2 separate regions of the Mus musculus genome follow, and region 2 is linked to region 1. A link is a contact called in public HiChIP or PLAC-seq data. All regions are on one chromosome and are shown on one strand. The core of a region is the stretch at or near the end of the contact, and the rest is flanking DNA. Distances in the headings are between cores, read along the strand shown. Region 1 overlaps Arhgap31 (Rho GTPase activating protein 31). Region 2 holds the start of Arhgap31 (Rho GTPase activating protein 31).

What was found. HiChIP or PLAC-seq counts read pairs in DNA pulled down with a chosen protein or histone mark.
Region 2: an H3K4me3 HiChIP or PLAC-seq map of bone marrow-derived macrophages shows a contact between it and region 1, with 4 times the contacts expected there. The contact joins the promoter of Arhgap31 here to the enhancer-like site in region 1. A contact is called at or near these places in 13 of 39 promoter capture datasets (the 3T3-L1 cell line, 3T3-L1-derived adipocytes, the C10 cell line and 8 more), 1 of 15 datasets of contacts at CTCF or cohesin (pro-B cells), 32 of 484 Hi-C or Micro-C datasets (the C2C12 cell line, CD4 T cells, CD8 T cells and 21 more), 24 of 115 datasets of contacts at active chromatin or transcription factors (the 230-238 cell line, CD8 T cells, Th17 cells and 17 more) and 3 of 9 other capture datasets (adipose tissue, liver and macrophages).

The regions. Positions count from the first base shown.
Region 1 is chr16:38,650,210-38,656,309 of GRCm38.p6, reverse strand. All of the region lies in intron 1 of Arhgap31 (Rho GTPase activating protein 31), which reads left to right. Gm36482 (a long non-coding RNA gene) reads right to left here. Exons shown (of 6, transcript XR_003951954.1): 5 at 4,319-5,054; 6 at 3,817-3,972. Among named protein-coding and RNA genes, the nearest start is that of Gm36482, 38 kb to the right of the region's middle. Within about 2 kb of position 2,754, at least 100 of the 459 cell types and tissues checked have an H3K27ac peak or open chromatin away from gene starts, as enhancers often do. A contact at or near this core is called in the C2C12 cell line, CD8 T cells, T follicular helper cells and 14 more, where this site is marked.
Region 2 is chr16:38,709,525-38,715,958 of GRCm38.p6, reverse strand. Arhgap31 (Rho GTPase activating protein 31) reads left to right here and starts at 2,924. Exons shown (of 12, transcript NM_020260.2): 1 at 2,924-3,385. The coding sequence starts at 3,286.

The DNA of each region.
Region 1 (6,100 bases), core at 1,505-4,004:
CTGATGATTAGCCTTTTATGTCTCTTATTAGAAAAGAGACTTCTAAGTGATAGAAACAACCACACGTGACAAAATATAATAAGACAAAACAAAAGCCATCACATCAAGGCTGGAGCAGGCAAACCAACAGAATAAAAGCCCCAAAAGTAGGCACGAGACTCAGAGATCCACTTGGTCACACTCAGGAGTCCTATAAAAGTACTAAGCTGAAAACTACAGTACGCATGCAGAGGACCTGGTGCAGACCTGGGCGGTTCCTGTGCTTGTTGCTTCAGTTCCCATGAGCTCATGCGCGCCTTGCTCAGTTGATTCAGAGGGCCTGAGTTCTCCTGGTGTCCCCTGTCCCCTGTGGCTTTTACAATCTTTTTGCCCCCTCTTCCACCCATTCCCCTGAGCTCTGAGAAGAGAGATTTGGTAGAAATGTCCCTTTCAGAGCTGTGTGCTCCAAAGTTCATGCTCTCTCTGTCTCTCTCTGTCTCTGTCTCTCTGTCTCTGTCTCTCTTTCTCTGTCTCTCTCTGTCTCTGTCTCTCTCTTTCTCTGTCTCTCTCTCCTCTCTCTCTTTCTCTGCCCTACATGATATCTGGCTATGAACTAACACACTGTTTTAAGCATTTTCCCCAAATCCCACAACTATCCCTAGATTTTATCATGAACTCCAATTTACAAATGTGCAAACCAAACCTTCTTAGTAAAGTGACCATATAATTTCTTTACTCCAAATGAGAAATGTTTTAAAGAGAAAGAACGCTATGGTAGGGCTGGAGAGATGGCTCAGTGGTTAAGAGCAATGACTGCTCTTCCAGAGGTCCTGAGTTCAATTCCCAGCAACCACATGGTAGCTCACAACCATCTGTAATGAGATCCGATGCTCTTTTCTGATGTGTCTGAAGACAGTGACAATGTACTCAGATAAAGGAAAGGAAAGGGGAGGGGAGGGGAGGGGAGGGGAGGGGAGGGGAGGGGAGGGGAGGGAAGGAAGCTATGGTAAACTGGACTTTTCCCTGCACACTAGAATGATGGTATTCTGTCTACAGAATACATGCCCTGATCTCCCTTGTAGGAAGCAATGGTGAAAGGGTGAAAACACAGGCAGCCTGGCTCCAGAGCTCATTTACTTAACTAGAAGCCAGAGAAAGATTTATGTACTTCTTCCCACAACACACAAGGCCCCCGAAGGTGAGGACTCCAGCTCTGCTTCTGGCTATGTCCTTGATACCTGGTACTCAGTCCCTATGCACAGAATAGGCACCAAGAAGGTCTGGATGGGTAAATCTACCTGGGAGCTATAGAAGAGGGTGGGTTATGACCTCGGTTTGTCTCATGCAGAGACCCGAACAGCGACCTCTTTTCCCTTGCTCTGTCTCCTTCTCAGATGCTTAGAGACAATTACTGAAGTTCGCCAAGTAGGATCAGCACACGGTTGCAAATCACAAGACAAACGTCAGGGACTTCTTATCTTGAGTCAGATCATAAAAGCTATCAGGCCTTGTCCATCTCTCATATGTGGTCACTTAAAGGCCCTTTGCCTACTCTCCCTAGGCCAGCTCTTGTAGGTAGAGAGTGGGTCACACCTCCTGGCTCCTGACCAGTCAATCCCCTTGATCTTCCATTGGGCCCTCGGCCTGAGAATCTGCCCCATCTTCCCTGGAGCTGATGGCCAAGAATGTCTCTCAGATCTCCTCTGCAGTCCTCAGTATTCTTTCACAGCACCTAGCCTGAGGACACTCCCTCCCAGCTGTGACCACACCCTTAGAGCCTACTACTTCCATCTCTGTGCAGGAAATTTAAGCCTTGGACAATCCTTTGCAAGCCTACACCCTCTTCAAACAGGAATCACCAGATCCTTACAAAAATAAACGAACCTCCTCTCCTCTTTGCATGGGATCAGAAGATTGCATATTTACAGAGGGGAGGCAGTCTCTGGCAGCCCGCTCCCTTTCCTCTGCAGAAAGATGTCATTAAATCCAATGACTCTGGCCCACAGCTACAGAACGAACAAGGGCTCTGCCTGACATTTTTGCTCTACCCGATATTTAGCTGCCATGTAATTGAACTAACCTGCCTGCAAGCTGATGCCATGTGCAGCGTACTAAGGTACAACTTTGAGTCACACAGGAGTCTGGCCCATCGCTCTACTTGTGGGGGATCAGATAAACATGATTAATTTGACTTGACCACTAAGGGAGAGTCTTAAGTTTGAACACCCTGAATTACATCTGCCATCAAAGTGTGTGTTAGCTTGGTCACAGAGAAGCCTACTGGGTAGTTAAGCCTTAATTCTGAAAATTAGAGAGAAAGGAGATCTGAAGCACTTGGCACACGACTCTTGCCGTGGTTCAGTCTCTCTCCAGCTCCGGGCTTCGCTGCTGTTGAGCTGGGTGGCCGTGGATGGAGCCCTGAACGTCCTGGGGCCTCAGGTTGCCTGGCACCGAGTCAGGCGTGTTTAACCAAGTCCCTTCCAAGTCATAAGCTTTCAGCCTTAATCCCAGACATATCTGGCAAAAATCATGTCTGAAGATAGCACTGACGTGGGAGGAGGGAGCAGACCAGGGGCTCTCAGTGTGGGCCTCTGGTTGGGTCTTCAGAGGATGGGACTGATGTTTGAGCTGCTAATCTTCGGGACAGAAGCCTGAATGTCACCGTGCCTTGTGGTTTTAACAAACCACAGATTGCTGTGAGTGTTTGCCTGGCTTTCCATGAGAGATAAAAGCCCTGTCTGCTGAGGTGCAGGGGAGGCCCCTCTGCAGGAACACAGTGTGAGAACCAGTTTGTGATACGGAAAGGGGGAGGGGCACCGGCTGCAGAGTCCACCCTTAGAGCTCAGTTCCGTTCCCCCGGGGGCCACAAAGCCAAGACTTAAATGACTCAGGCTCTCATGATCCGCATCATAAGCGAAGGCCTTGACTCTTCAGAGGTGTGCAGGGATTGGAGTTGCTTTGAAAACGACTTTCTCTGAAGTGGATGGACTAGTCTTAGGGTTGGCGTCTCTCGCATAGGTTTTAAAGACCATAGTCTCAGTATCTGCTGGGGTGTTTTCCAGTCTGGGAAAGGGGTGACAAGGTCTTCAGGGTCCCACATGTAAGTAGAGAGAGTGATGTCGAGGAAAGGATGGAGATTCTGCTATCTCACGCACGGGCAGATCTGTGTCTTCAAAAGCTTGGTGTAGCAACTGACCCACTCCTCCTTTCACGCCAAACATGCATACATACATGCATACATACATACATACATACATACATACACACACACACACACACACACACACACACACACATACACACATACATACATACATACATACATACATACATACATACTAATACACACACACACACATTATTGATCTTTCTCCAAGAGTGTTCCTAACACCTTTCAGGGAACTCTTTCTGAGTTTGTTTTCTGTCAGCTCCCGGGAGACCCTTTTGTACATTAATATGGAGACCCTCCCCTAGGCTGTTCTTCTAAGACGCTGGTTCTTGACAGAACTCCCTGCCTCTTATAAGCTGTTGGGAATAGCTCCTGCCGCAAGCCCCACCTAAGTCCCGTGGTAAACTGTGTGGCTGTGGACACATCTCTTACATCACAGACACTGAAGCACTTTCATTGCTAACTAATACAGAGGATGCGATTGGATGACTCTTATTCTTACATCCATCTGTAGGTTTTTTGGGGTTTTTTTGTTTTTGTTTTTTGTTGTTGTTGTTGTTGTTGTTTTGTCTACTAATTACTTACAATCCTTGTACAATGACAATTTTTAATTTTTAAATAATTACTTACAATCCTTGTACAATGACAATTTTTTATTTTTAAATTACATTTTATTTATTTGCTTGAGGCTTGGAGGGTTTGAAGGTCAGAGGACACCTTGTGGTAGTTGGTTCTGTGCCTTCAATCATTGCAGGCCCGAGGATGGAACTTCGGTCGTCAGGGTTGATAGCAGGTGCCTTTACCCACTGAGCCAACCGGCCATCCTCAAAGAATAAATTTTTTTAAAATATTAAATAAAATAAGTGTATAAAGCAGCCAGTGTTTTCAGTCACTAGACAAGCTTGTGCAAGACATAAATCGCCTGAAAAGGGTTACATGCGGCAGGATGTGCTCTTGTTTTTAGCAGGAAAAAGAAGCCTTGTAACAACAGGAAGCACTGGGAGGCCTCAGTACCAAGGGCTTCCAAGCAAAGCTGTTCTGGAAACAATGGCTGCCTGTGGCTCAGGAATATCAGGCAGGAAATGAAAAGATGCTGGGGTGGGGGTGGGAGCACAGAGGAGCTGACAAACTGCTACCTGGAGGTTCTTCATATGGCCTTAGCCTACTCACCAGAATGAAGTCGCATTCTCCGAATTCTCCCCATCCCCCATTGGCAAACCCACCCGATGTTAGAAAAGACTACTGCCGTGGCTGGAGCCCACGGAGCCCACGGAGCCACGGATCTGGAAACCATTAGGAAACTGTACCGCCCAGGAAACCAGAGGGTACAATGAGCAGGAGGACCATACGGTGACATCAGTAGAGGGCAGGGCCATAGATGAACTGAGAACCATGTACAGCTAAGTCCCTGGAGAATTCTGACTTTGGCAGAGTAAATATAGCGTCGGGGTTAATCAGAGTCCAGCCATACCAAAGCAGATACATTTAAACCTTCTGAGGTTGAGGCTTATGTTTTATTTAACGAAAATTTCCGTTCCCTACGGGTGGGGTGAGTTGGCGAGTCATGAGGAATGCAAATGAGAAACAAAAACAAAACAAGCAAACAAAAATAACTCCAGGAAGGACCTCGATGTAAACCACCAGGACCAAGAACCCACACATCTGCAGGTGGACGAGGCTCTCAGATTCTGACCCAGCTGCTTCTAGCTTCGTTCAGGAAGATGGTGGATCTTGGGGTATTAATTCAGAAGGGAACGTTGGCCCTCATTCCATCCAGAAGTAGCGCGCTCCGCTGGGATGAAAGTCTGAGGCTGGGAGTCACTGCTGGCTCATAGGGCTGCCGTGAGAGTTTCCCATCACAATGCAAAGGAGTACCTTGCTCTCCTCAAAGGTCTAAATCTGATTGCTGTGGAACAGGAAGAGCCAGGCGTTTTAATCCCCCATCTAAGCCCTCGCCCTCTTGACTCTGTGCTGAGATGGGAAACCCTCCCTGTGTTGTTCTTTTTCTGTTTTGCTCATCCTTACCCTGTGTCTGGGCCTACCTCAAATGGGAGTTATGCTTTTTAAACTCTATTGAAAAGTCCAAGAGGGGCTGGAGACATGGCTCAGCGGTTAAGAGCACTGTCTGCTCTTCTGAAGGTCCTGAGTTCAAATCCCAGTAACCACGTCGCCCTCTCCTGGGGTGTCTGAAGTCAGCTACAGTGTACTCACATATAATAAACAAATAACTCTTTTTAAGAGAGAGAGAGAGAGAGAGAGAGAGAGAGAGAGAGAGAGAGAGAGAGAGAGAGAGAGAGAGAGAAAGAAAGAAAGAAAGAAAGAAAGAAAGAAAGAAAGAAAGAAAGAAAGAAAGAAAGAAAAGCCCAAGAGCTACCTCTAGCTCTTTGGTCTACCATAGTCTTCCTACTTAGAAAATAAGAATAATAGCCTGAGAGAGGGCTTGGTGCCTGAGTGCTTCCTGGCAAGCACTGATCTACAGAACCTGTTTGAAAATCAGACTCGGTGGCAAATGTCTGTAACCCAGCACTGAGGGGCTAACCCCATGCATATCAAGAGATATTGCCAGCAAGCCAGTATGGCTGAAACAGCAAGTTCCAGGTCCAAGTTCAGTGCTAGACTCTACCTTTAAAAAATAGAGAATTTAGAGAAATGATTTGAGAACATCCCCAAGTCGACCCCTGTCCTCTACATGAGACCACACATGCAAATGTGGCCTTGGTCTCCAGTGCCAGGCTAAATCTTCTGCCAGCCTTATCTGGATAACAGTGTTCTTCTTTGTCAACAAGCCCTATAAGCAGTGACACTGGAGTTTTGTGCATTTTTAAGTTATCTATTCTTGCTCACAAACCGGGCTTGAAAATGTGCTTGAGGGTGACAGATCTCCATCCTATGAGCCACTCCTGGCCTGTTAGAAGGGCAGTCAGCCTTATAGATTCCTTAAATATCCTTTAA
Region 2 (6,434 bases), core at 1,675-4,174, 59 kb before region 1:
ATGGTATGGCCCGGATCCTATCTTGATAAGATCCAGGGGAGCTATCTGTGTTTTCCCACAGAATGAAGACAACCCATTTTGGGTACCAGAAAGACTCACCCGAAAAATCCAGACTGACCAAGGGAATACTAATGTCCCTCGTCTTGGTGATGTCCAGGGCGTCAATAATAAAGAGAGAGCAGCGTTGGGGGATAATGTCGACATTTCCACTCCCAATGACGGTGATGTATAATGCTCAAGTATTCTCTTGCTTTTTACCACTAACTGGGAACTGGGTTTGGCCTTAATTCAGACAGCCTTGGTTCTGTCTGGACAGGTCCAGATGACTGACACCATTAACACTTTGTCAGCCTCAGTGACTACAGTCATAGATGAACAGGCCTCAGCTAATGTCAAGATACAGAGAGGTCTCATGCTGGTTAATCAACTCATAGATCTTGTCCAGAAACAACTAGATGTATTATGACAAATAACTCAGCAGGGATGTGAACAAAAGTTTCCGGGATTGTGTGTTATTTCCATTCAGTATGTTAAATTTACTAGGACAGCTAATTTGTCAAAAAGTCTTTTTCAGTATATGTTACAGAATTGGATGGCTGAATTTGAACAGATCCTTCGAGAATTGAGACTTCAGGTCAACTCCACGCGCTTGGACCTGTCGCTGACCAAAGGATTACCCAATTGGATCTCCTCAGCATTTTCTTTCTTTAAAAAATTGGGTGGGATTAATATTATTTGGAGATACACTTTGCTGTGGATTAGTGTTGCTTCTTTGATTGGTCTGTAAGCTTAAGGCCCAAACTAAGAGAGACAAGGTGGTTATTGCCCAGGCGCTTGCAGGACTAGAACATGGAGCTTCCCCTGATATATCTATGCTTAGGCAATAGGTCGCTGGCCACTCAGCTCTTATATCTCACGAGGCTAGTCTCATTGCACGAGATAGAGTGAGTGTGCTTCAGCAGCCCGAGAGAGTTGCAAGGCTAAGCACTGCAATGGAAAGGCTCTGCGGCATATATGAGCCTATTCTAGGGAGACATGTCATCTTTCATGAAGGTTCAGTGTCCTAGTTCCCTTCCCCCAGGCAAAACGACACGGGAGCAGGTCAGGGTTGCTCTGGGTAAAAGCCTGTAAGCCTAAGAGCTAATCCTGTACATGGCTCCTTTACCTACACACTGGGGATTTGACCTCTATCTCCACTCTCATTAATATGGGTGGCCTATTTGCTCTTATTAAAAGAAAAAGGGGGAACTGTGGGAAGCCGCCCCCACATTCGCCGTCACAAGATGGCGCTGACATCCTGTGTTCTAAGTTGGTAAACAAATAATCTGCGCATGAGCCAAGGGTATTTACGACTACTTGTACTCTGTTTTTCCCGTGAACGTCAGCTCGGCCATGGGCTGCAGCCAATCAGGGAGTGATGCGTCCTAGGCAATTGTTGTTCTCTTTTAAATAGAAGGGGTTTCGTTTTTCTCTCTCTCTTGCTTCTTACACTCTGGCCCCAAAAAGATGTAAGCAATAAAGCTTTGCCGTAGAAGATTCTGGTTGTTGTGTTCTTCCTGGCCGGTCGTGAGAACGCGACGAATAACAGACAGGCAGAGGTGCCTCCAAACTAGAAGGCTTGTCTTGAAAGCCAGCCGCCGTGTCTTAACGTATGGCACTCCTTGTTTTACGAGAACGCACTTGTGGTATAAGCAGAGCTTCCTTCCCACAGGAGACGACAGAAATCCAGCTTTCTTACGGAGAAACATCTTAATTCTTTAGTGTTGGCTAAATTTTTTTTTAAACAATATGTTCCAAACAAAACACATCTGTAGGCCAAATTTGGTAGGCTGGCTATCAGGTTATGTCTGGACATAGAGAGAAGGTCAGAGTTCAAAGTTCATAAACTGCCATGATGGCTTTTAAGAGGAATCAGTAACTAAAATGCAACACATAATACTTTTGCCAGCTATATGAATGTACCTACCCTTCAAGCCTATATATGGATTTGAATGGATGCAGGAAGTTTAATCTAATCTTTGAGTTGTCAAGGCACAAGACTTTAAGTGTTCACTGTGTGCTGAGTACACACGAGTCAAGGAATTCCAACTAAAGCAGGAAAAACATGCCGGGGTGAAAACATACGCCTCAAGTTTTAAAACAACCTGGGAGACTGGCAAAATGTCAGCGCCCCTTAAATCTTGGTTTCTTTACTCAAATCTCTTGCAGTTAGTAAGATCGGGATGTGTGTGTGCGTGTGTGTGTGTGTGTGTGTGTGTGTGTGTGTGTGTGTGTGCCTGAACTTGAGTTTGTAACTAGAAATATAACTTCTTCCTGGGCAGTGGTTACAAAGCTGCACCTCTCTCTCGCCCGAGGGTATCCTAACCTCAGCGTGGGAGAGGAGACGTCTGGGCTTCAGGGACCGCAGACCCAGGCAAAGAGAGATGGGAGTGGCCAACGTAAAGGCTTTGCCGGTCAGGTTTCTGGAATCCCAGTCTTTGTTACTGTCACTACACTTAAGTGTCGACGGAGGAGAAAGGCAGGCACTGAAATAGAAAGTGTCAGGACTGGGATGACAAGGAGAGCAATTCCATGAGCACCCATCCCGAGCCCTCCCTGCAGAGTCCGGCGCCGCCTCCTGCGCTGTGCAAAGAGCCTGACTGGCGGCAGGAAGCGGGCGGGCGGCCGCGGCTCCTCGCGAGGCCGATTTCCTCCGGGACGGCCCTGGGCGATACTCTGGACTAGCAGAGCCACTTCGGGAGAGCGCGATCTCTCCCCCAGCCCGCGCAGCTCAACCCACCCACTTACTTCCTTCGACTGCACTCACAAACACACACACACACACACACACACACACACAGCTGCCAAAAATTTCCAACCTCCGCCCCCCTCCGGAGCTGACTTCCTTCCAGCGCTTCCTGAGCTGGACGATCCTGGGATTTGTAAGACAGGAAAAAAGGGACGGCGCAAGGGCGGGCAAGGGGACGTGATGCTGGCTGTTCGCGGTCCTCCAGCGCTCTGAAGGCAGAGCGCGGGCCTAGGGCGGAGCACACTCAGCCCCGGGGCGGTCCCCTAACCGCCGCGCCCCGGCCCCGGCTCCTCGCAAGGCTCAGCCGAGAAGCGCGGGGAGACGCCGCCGGAGCCCGAGTAGGGAGGTGACACCCGCCCGGGGCGGTGCACGGCCCAATCTGCGCGCCCATGCGGACCCGCGGCGCCGCTCTGCCCTGGTGACCCGACCCCGAAACCCTCATCAGCGGTGCGGAGCAGAGAGCGCAGACGGAGGGGCAGCCTCTGTGGGGCTAACTCATGAAGAACAAGGGTGCCAAGCAGAAGCTGAAACGAAAGGGAGCCGCCAGTGCGTTTGGATGTGACCTGACGGAGTATCTGGAAAGTTCGGGACAGGATGGTAATGTACCCCCCCCCCTTTTTTTTTTTTGTTTAAGAGCGATGGATTTCTCTTGGGGTGTGCTGGATGCAGTTCACAAGTTAATGTGTTCCAGGCTCGTGCGCTCACTGTACTTTAATAGGAAAAAAAAAAAAAAAAAAAAAAGACAGTTCTTAACCACATCGCCTCCACCCCACAGTGCAGGAGCTGGGTCTGTCCATCCGACGTGTCACAGGAGCGGTGGATGAGCAGTGGTGTAGCTGTGGCGTTTACTGGCCATTTCTGAGGCTGAAGCCCCGGGAGGGAGGCTCGGGTCTTAAACTTTGGGTATTGAAAGGGAAAGATGAGGGGGTGACTGACGTGTGGTGAATCTCTCTGGATGTATCATTGTGATCATCTTAAATGTGCCTCCTGTACTGGAAGGTTTCACCGGCTCACATCCTTTTTTATTAATGTGGTAGGAGGCAGTGTGCTGGGGGTGGGGCGGGGAATCCTGGCTGGGGGAGTGCTTGCACAAACATTTTCTGTATTTCTGAGTTGATGCCAAATATACAGTACCTCCCCCGACCCCCCCCCCACCTCACCACCACCACCCTTTACCTCCTCCTGCCTTTTCAGAGGGGCCTTTGGTGTGTCCTGCGAGCAGTGTGTCGTAAGAAGGTCAGAGGGCCTCAGCTTTAAAAGAGTTTAGGATATAGAAGAGCGTCTCTGGTTTTTTTTTTTTTAAGTCAGCTTGGAAAAAGAAAAAGAGGAGCCAGTGGAAACAGTTTAAACATTTGGTGGGTGGGGAAAAATGAAAACAAACTATACTGGGATAACACCGTCTTGGAGGGTAAAAGTTTTTAATATAGCAAAGGTGGGGGAATGGGGCATGAAATGACTCCTTTTGTAAAGTTGACTGGTTCTGGACTTTAAAAAAAAAGGCTTCTTTGGAAACTTCAGAGAAAGAGAAAAGAGCCCACTACACATATCTCATATCTATCATTATACATAGATAAATACAACAAAAGAACACTTAGGGCCATGTAACTGCTCAGAATAATTCTGCCTCAGGAAAACTCTCCCTGAAACAACTGGGTTTGTCCATATCAAGTGTGCATCCCAGAAACAGTGCAGGGCCTTTGTTTCATTTCCCCTTTTTGAAGACTCAGCACCCCTAGCAATTTGCAGTGGTGTGATATTCCTGTGGTATTCGGGAGTCCAGAGTCTGCTGTGTCATTAGGACAAATGGCTTAGTATTTCAGAGCTTCAGGGGAACTACTGGTTTTCAAAACCGACTCTGAAATTGAGGCATAACTGAAGTCAATTCGTTTAAATCTCAACAACACTCCGGAGAGGTCTTTTTGAAATAAAATCACTTGGACTGAGTTGTTTGTTGGGTTTTTTTTCCCCCCTTTTAAAACTTGACAGAGCCCCAAGTACACATCTTAACCACAGTGGTTAAGAACAAAATGTTTGTCTCTGCTTGTTTTTACGGGGGTCTCTTCGTGTTAACCTGTAGGTACACTGGGCATGCTTCTGAGGTGCCACCTTCTGTGACGTTGGAGCTGTTCTGAGGCATCTACACACACACACACACACACACACAGAGAGAGAGAGAGAGAGAGAGAGAGAGAGAGGCACAATCACAGGGACGCACACACACACACACACACACACACACACACACACACACACACGCTGTGAGGGTTGTATAATGCTTGCTCGCCATGGCCCGTTCCTATAAAGTCCTAGTTTAAGGAAGAACCTGAAAACCCTGGGGCTCTGGGAAAGAATTTAAGAGGAGCCCTCAGGCGACGCCTCTTTCAAACCCATTTTGTATGTTGGACTCCTGTGTGTTTCACATAGGAAAGGAGGAAGGGAAAGGATGTTCGGTAGGAAAAGCCGACTGCTTGGAACTCCATGCTTCCTGTCCTGCTGAGGAGGAAGCTAAGAGGAGATCTCATAGAGACACAAGGCTCATCCATCACAAAGGATGGAGAGGGCCCAGACCTCTTGCTGCCTCCTGTGTGTAAGTCACCATTCTCCTTTAAGGACCCCCGTCCCCAGAGTGCAAGCAAACGGCCCTGTCACAGATCAGCAACCTTTAAGACTGGGCATACATACCTGAATAGAGTTTGGCTTTTGAATGAAAAGCATCTGGCACTCTGGATCACCAGCCACACTGTCATTGTACAGTGTGGAAATGAACCGTGAATAATAAGCAGTTTGTATAAACAAGACTAAATAGAATTTCTGCCCCCACACAGGGAAAGCTCATTGCTTTCCTGTGTGTATGTGATGATGATGATGGTGGTGGTGGTGGTGGTGGTGATGATGATAGAACTGATAAGTGGTTTTCTCTAAAACAGTGTAGAGATATACATATATTAGTTAACGGGCAAGACCCAGACTCTGTCCTGGGTGAGAAGAGGCTGAGAAGGGCACCACCCTTTTGCTCACGACCTTGGGAGAGCATCTCGGGATGTTGGAGGTGGTAAATCAGAGTGGTAATCAGGAACCCAGAGTCTGGGAAGGGCCTTTCGAGAATCCTATACTGGCCACTGAACTTTGGGGTGAAAGAGCAGAGGCCACTGGACCTAGGTAGAAATGGAAGAGAAATGGATTTCAGTTTGGGAGCCCAAGAATGAAGGGGAAGTGAGAGATGCCCTGGGAGCAGAGCTCCAAGCTGGAATGGAGGACCAACGCTGATGAGCACGGCTAAGCCAAGCTTGGGCTCTCTGGATATGGTGGGGAAGCTGCATCTTGGGTGATAGCCCTGGGGACAAACAGGATGGCTGTTAGCCATCTCTCTAATTCACCAAGCTGAGCCTAGCTACCTCCGATTGGACAAAGCAGACAAGACAAGGGTGAACAAGGGACAGATCTTTTTTTTTTTTTTCTGCCTGAAGTGAATATTACTCATGACCAGCTATCATCGTACTCAATCTTTGGGAAGATGATGAAAGCTGAGCTGCCTTTTCATAGAAACGCACACACGTACACATCAAATATACAGTTCCGACAGCAGCCACCTACGTGTCAGGTTCGGACCCTGCTGTAAGCCCCAGCAGTGCAGAAGCCTAGCATG